Regions from separate parts of the Mus musculus genome. Here region 1 is linked to region 2. A link is a contact called in public HiChIP or PLAC-seq data. All regions are on one chromosome and are shown on one strand. The core of a region is the stretch at or near the end of the contact, and the rest is flanking DNA. Distances in the headings are between cores, read along the strand shown.

Evidence for each region. HiChIP or PLAC-seq counts read pairs in DNA pulled down with a chosen protein or histone mark.
Region 1: a contact with region 2 is called in an H3K27ac HiChIP or PLAC-seq map of embryonic stem cells, with 4 times the contacts expected there. The contact joins two enhancer-like sites.

Annotation. Positions count from the first base shown.
Region 1 is chr8:14,011,424-14,014,123 of GRCm38.p6, forward strand. No RefSeq gene overlaps it. Among named protein-coding and RNA genes, the nearest start is that of Gm39134, 13 kb to the right of the region's middle. Within about 2 kb of position 1,333, at least 64 of the 459 cell types and tissues checked have an H3K27ac peak or open chromatin away from gene starts, as enhancers often do. A contact at or near this core is called in embryonic stem cells, where this site is marked.
Region 2 is chr8:11,639,485-11,642,184 of GRCm38.p6, forward strand. No RefSeq gene overlaps it. Among named protein-coding and RNA genes, the nearest start is that of Ankrd10, 5.1 kb to the left of the region's middle. Within about 2 kb of position 1,332, at least 8 of the 459 cell types and tissues checked have an H3K27ac peak or open chromatin away from gene starts, as enhancers often do. A contact at or near this core is called in embryonic stem cells, where this site is marked.

The sequences.
Region 1 (2,700 bases), core at 83-2,582, 2.4 Mb after region 2:
CGTCTGTGGCTGCCCTCACTACAGTTAAGTTAAACCGAAGGGCAGAGCATATGAGTCTTGATGGGCACTGTTCTTTCACCCCTTGTTATGACTGGATCATGTGGCCACGATGGACTGCAAGGGAACTGGAGTATCTGGTTATGTTGTATTCCAGGAAGTCAAAGAGAACTTGGGGAGTGAGTGGCACTTTCTGCCATTGTTAAATATGTGGCAGTATCCAGGATTCAAATTTAGTCCAGGGACGTGAGGAGTCGGGGAGTCCCTCACCACACAGACTAGGTGGCTGTTGACATTCGGGCATTCTGTAACACCCAGGGTGCATCTTATTGCTGAAGGCAGTAATTCAGCAACAGGCTGAGAATCTGCATTCCTGACAGGCTTTGGAATTCCAACCAATAGGCTGGAGGGGTTGGACCTGGAGAGAAGCTGGTGGACAAAGCAACCATTTGATACAATGAGCTGATGTCTTGCTACATTTTCTTAGGCTGTTCTCTCACAGTGAGCTGTTGGCACACAGATAGTGGGTAGTTGTTGCACTGGCTAGATATGACCCTGGCAACAGTTATCTCCTGCTTAAGGAGAGTGGAGGCCACTGCAGATGAATATCTGAGCTGCAAGAACCAAAACTTGGCTGGGCGGTGGTGGTGCATGCCTTTAATCCCAGCACTTGAGGTGGAGGTGAAGGGGGTAAGAAGGAAGCAGAGGCAGGTGGATCTCGATGAGTTTGTGGCCAGCCTGGTTTGCAAAATAAGTAGTAAGACAACCAGGGTTACACACACACACACACACACACACACACGCACACCACGTCTCAACAAAACAAAACCAGCAACAAAACAACCAAAAATTTCTGGGCGTGTTTGCATTCACCTTTCTTAAACCCCATCACCGTAGATGCAGAGGCAGGCGGAGCTCTGGGATCAGGAGCAGCCTGGTGTGCAAAGAAAGTTCTGCGCCAGCCAGAACTACATAGTAAGACTCTGTCTCAACAAAGAAACGAACAAAGAGCAAAGTAAACCTCAAAACAAGCCCCTGAGTTTCAAAAAGCTTTCTCTTTTTGATTATTTTCTGTGGTACTGGCTGGCAAGCTCTAACTGGCTGGCTGTGGCCCCTTCAGCCTCAGCACCGATCCCATGCGCAGCTCAGGTCTCTGCTCTAGCCTGGCACTCACATAGGCATTGGGGAAGCTAACGTGCTTCCAGAGGCTCCTTCTCCAGTCAGGACATCGTGCTCTGGACCTAGCTCACTTCCTTCAGAGCGGGGCATACCTTGGGGTGTAGGTGGGGACCAGACACGCCAAAGCCAGGAAGTGACGTCAGCAAGATCCTGCTCAGACAGGGACCCGCTATCTTCTCATACAGAGGCCTGTGGTTAAGAGGTGTCCACACCCCCGTGTGCTGCTTATACAGGGGCCCTGAGTTCACCTCCCTCCCCTGTTCTTGGCTCTTCAAAGCCGCACTTTGGTCCAGAGTTCTTGCATCCTCCTCTTTTGCTTTGTGCATAGTTAGGATAGGGTAAGGCGCTAGTCACAAATGGCATGATGCCGTATTGCTTGATACCGGACTTAGCCTTCCTACCCTTAGGACCCAGACATACATATGATCAGCCACTCAAGTCCTAAGATACGCTGATGCAACACAGACAGACAGACAGACACTGTTCACACTGGAGAGGCTCAGTACATAGAGACAGAACTGGATTTTTTCCCACTTAATACGTGACAGTGGCTGGAGTGCGGGACAGAGTTGTCCTGATCATTCTGACCTAATCCAATAAAAGCTTGAGATAATTCACATTTTCTTAAAACTCAGTTTTGCTTCAACAAAAACTTTAAAAGTTCCTCTAGGGAGAATGAGCGGTGGAACATTTGAAACTTAGCAAATCACTCCAGTTCACTGCCTCAGCCTGGCTTGGGGTTTGACTGGACTCTGCCTTCAGAGAAAAAAACCCCACAGATCCCTAGACTGGAAGCAGACTCCATTTCAAAGACATATACCTCCTCACTTCGCCCGGCAATGGGGAGCTAGGGAAAGGGTTTACTCCATTCTAGCGTACAGTTCCATGACTGTAAAATGATGGGCAATCTAACCAACTATGCTTATTTTTCTTTCTTTCTTTTTCTTTTTCTTTCTTTCTTTCTTTCTTTTTTTTTTTTTGAGACAGGGTTTCTCTGTGTAGCCCTGGCTGTCCTGGAACTCACGTTGTAGACCAGGCTGGCCTCGAACTCAGAAATCCGACTGCCTCTGCCTCCCAAGTGTGGGATTAAAGGCGTGCGCCACCACGCCCGACCCAACTATGCTTATTTTTCAAATTTTCTTCAATCAGATTGCGAAGGGAGAGCAAGGCCTCAGTTTGCTTTGGGCCTGCCTTGGTTTGTGGCCTCAGTGAATATGACTCACATCCTGAAATGAAGCTCACCGCCTGGATGAGTGCCCCTTTGTGGCTAAGTATAAGCTGCACTGTCAGGGCATCATTTTCAAACAAGAATAAAAATGAAGGGAATTCCCAAGAGTCCCTTAACAGCACGACTTAGGAAGCCAAAAGGGGAAAGAATCACAGTTGTAACTCTGGAAGGCCGTCATTAGCGTGGTGAAGGTTAATAGCTGGTGCCCGTAGGATTCTCCAATCATTCCCCATGGACAAAACCTTCTTCCAAAGATTACTCCAATTATAGCCAATCATAGTGCTTTGCTGCACAAG
Region 2 (2,700 bases), core at 82-2,581:
CCTGGTTTACATAGCAAGTTACAGGTCTAAGTGGAAAGACCCTATCTCAAACAAACAAAAGTTATAGAATTTACCTCTCAGTGTCTTACAAGTGCCTTGTTTTGTTTTGTTTGTTTTTTTTTTTTTTTAAAGTGCTGAGTACAAATATTAAAAGGGAGGATGTTTTACTCAGACACAAGATCAGACTCCATTTGTCACATGGATAGGAACAGAAGTCATTGTTGGGGAAGAAGGTGAAGGGTACTGTGTTAAGTCAGTTTAGTGGTATTGTATTAAAATAACTGAGGCATGAACAACATGAAAGGTTATTCTAGCTAATGGTTTTGGGGATTCCAGTCCCTGATTGGGTGGCCCTATAGTTCTGGGTCCCAAGCAGCAATTCCCTCATGGCAGGCACGTGTGGCAGAGCATCCCATTGTGAGAGGCAGGTCCCATAGTTCCCTTTGCAGGAGATCCCCACCTCAAACCCCATTACCCAGAGTCCTTTCTACTAGGTCCCTTTGCCCCTGGAGCAGTTCCACTTCGGGATCAAGCCTTTAACACAGAGACACTTGGAACTATATCAGGCACAGAGGTGGGGGTGGGGATGGGAGGAGTGGCGGGGGATAGCGGTGGGCACGTCAGGTGCTGCTATGTAGGAAAAGAGTTCCTTGCCCTGAGAAGCAGCTGAGGGGTAAGATGACGGTCAGGTGGACTTCAGCATCACAGCCACGTAGTCATTTAAAATGTGTTCAACTGGTCTGCTTATGTCTTTGCTGCTACTATTCAGGAGTGCTTCAGCACCTGAGCCAGGGTGCTGGGTTTCCAGCCTCCTGAATGGCAGACTAGGAAGTCTCCTCACCACCCAGGCTGTGCCAGACCAGGCAGAGGATGTTGCCTGGCCACCAGCTGACCAGCCCTTGGACCTGATGTTACTGAAGTGATGTCACTTTCTGACTTTAACTGAAAGTACTACTACCACATTTACTATGAAAGAACACCAAGAGAAGCTGGTGTAATTCCAGAACTTGGGATAGGACTTCAAGGCTAGCCTCTGCTACATGAGACCCCACATTTAAAAGAAATATATACAAACATATTACTAGAACTGTTCATTACAAAGGAGAAGATCATCTTAGCCACCTCAACAAGAGTCAAAATGACTCTTACCTGCACAGAAGTCACCAAGCCAGCGAATGCTAATGTCACAATACAGTCTCTACAGTGAAGACAGGGTAGAACCTTTCACTACCCTTCCTGGTTATTTTAAACTTGAAAGCAATCTCTTTAGGGGCCCTAGGGAGGCTCCTTAAATGGAACAAAGGCAACAGAAAACAACACCTCTAGTGGCAGTTCCCCTGGAGGCTTTCTACTGGGGCAGTTAATCTCTCTGTTGGCCTTGCCCTCTCTGTTGGGAAGGCTGGGATGGTGTGTGTGAAAACTATATGCTGGAGAGAGTTCCCAGCCTCTCTGCTTTAGTTTCCTGTCTCACTAAGGTAAGACGGTAATTATTCTGTCCAGCTGTAAGGGTCATTGTCAAGGTCAACTGAGACTAGCTGCTGATTGACAGTGAGTTCTAAGCTAACATAACCTTTTCCTCTCCAAGTGGCTTTTGGTCATGGTGCTTTATCACAGCAACAGACCCTAACTAAGACAAACCCAGTCTCCTTAGTTTGTTTCATATAGGAGAGAGCAATCTGTAATCTTGCTCAGTACCTTATGCAGACAGAGCTTCAGTTTCCTAGCCAGGACATGTAACTCTGCAGGGAATAACTAGAAACCAGTGTTTTGATCTGGATACATAGAACTGCCCTTGGTGCCTTTTGGCTGGTCACCCTTCAGCCCTTCACCTCCTATCCCAGCATGCATCTCTGGAACAGTGATGGCTTAGAGCTTTGCTTGGCAAGTAAAACACCGTCAGATGCTAATGCTGACATGACATGGTACCTGCCTCTGGAACAAAGCCAGCAAAACGTAAGTCTCCATGAGTGTTGAAGGATGCTGGGTGTGACATTTGTTTGTATATATAAAAAAATGTATCAATCTTACTTCATGTTCCTCCATCAGAAAATGTTTTCTCTGCCAAGGTTAATGACCTCATGATAATTAGAAGCTATGTGAGTCTGGAAGATGAGGGTGTGTCTTAGCAAAATGGTAAATGCCATGACCTTCAGGACAGCCCTTAAGGCTGTTGGAAAGAACTCTGAAAATATAAGTTCAAAAATATATAATTTCTCAACTATGTAAAAATATAAGGATGCAGTATGAATTGTCTAAGGAGCTTCACAGACCTAAAAAAACAGAGGCAGCTACACTATGAGCCAGCTTGTAAGAAAAATAAAAAAGGAAGGAGATTAAGAGATTTAGGGAGTGGTGATCATGGAGGCAAGATCCCACCCAACTAATTTTATTATTTGTGCTTACAAAAGAAGGCAGATTCAAGGTTACCCTGGGATAGAGGGAGGTTAGGCCCAGGCGTGGTGGGCATGGCATCTCAGAGTGAGATCCTACCCAGCTATGTTGTCTGTGCTTACCAAGGCAGGCAGAAAGATCCCTGAGGCCGGGCGTGGTGGTGCACGCCTTTAATCCCAGCACTCGGGAGGCAGAGGCAGGCGGATTTCTGAGTTCGAGGCCAGCCTGGTCTACAAAGTGAGGTCCAGGACAGCCAGGGCTATGCAGAGAAACCCTGTCTCGAAAAACCAAAAAAAAAAAAAAAAAAAA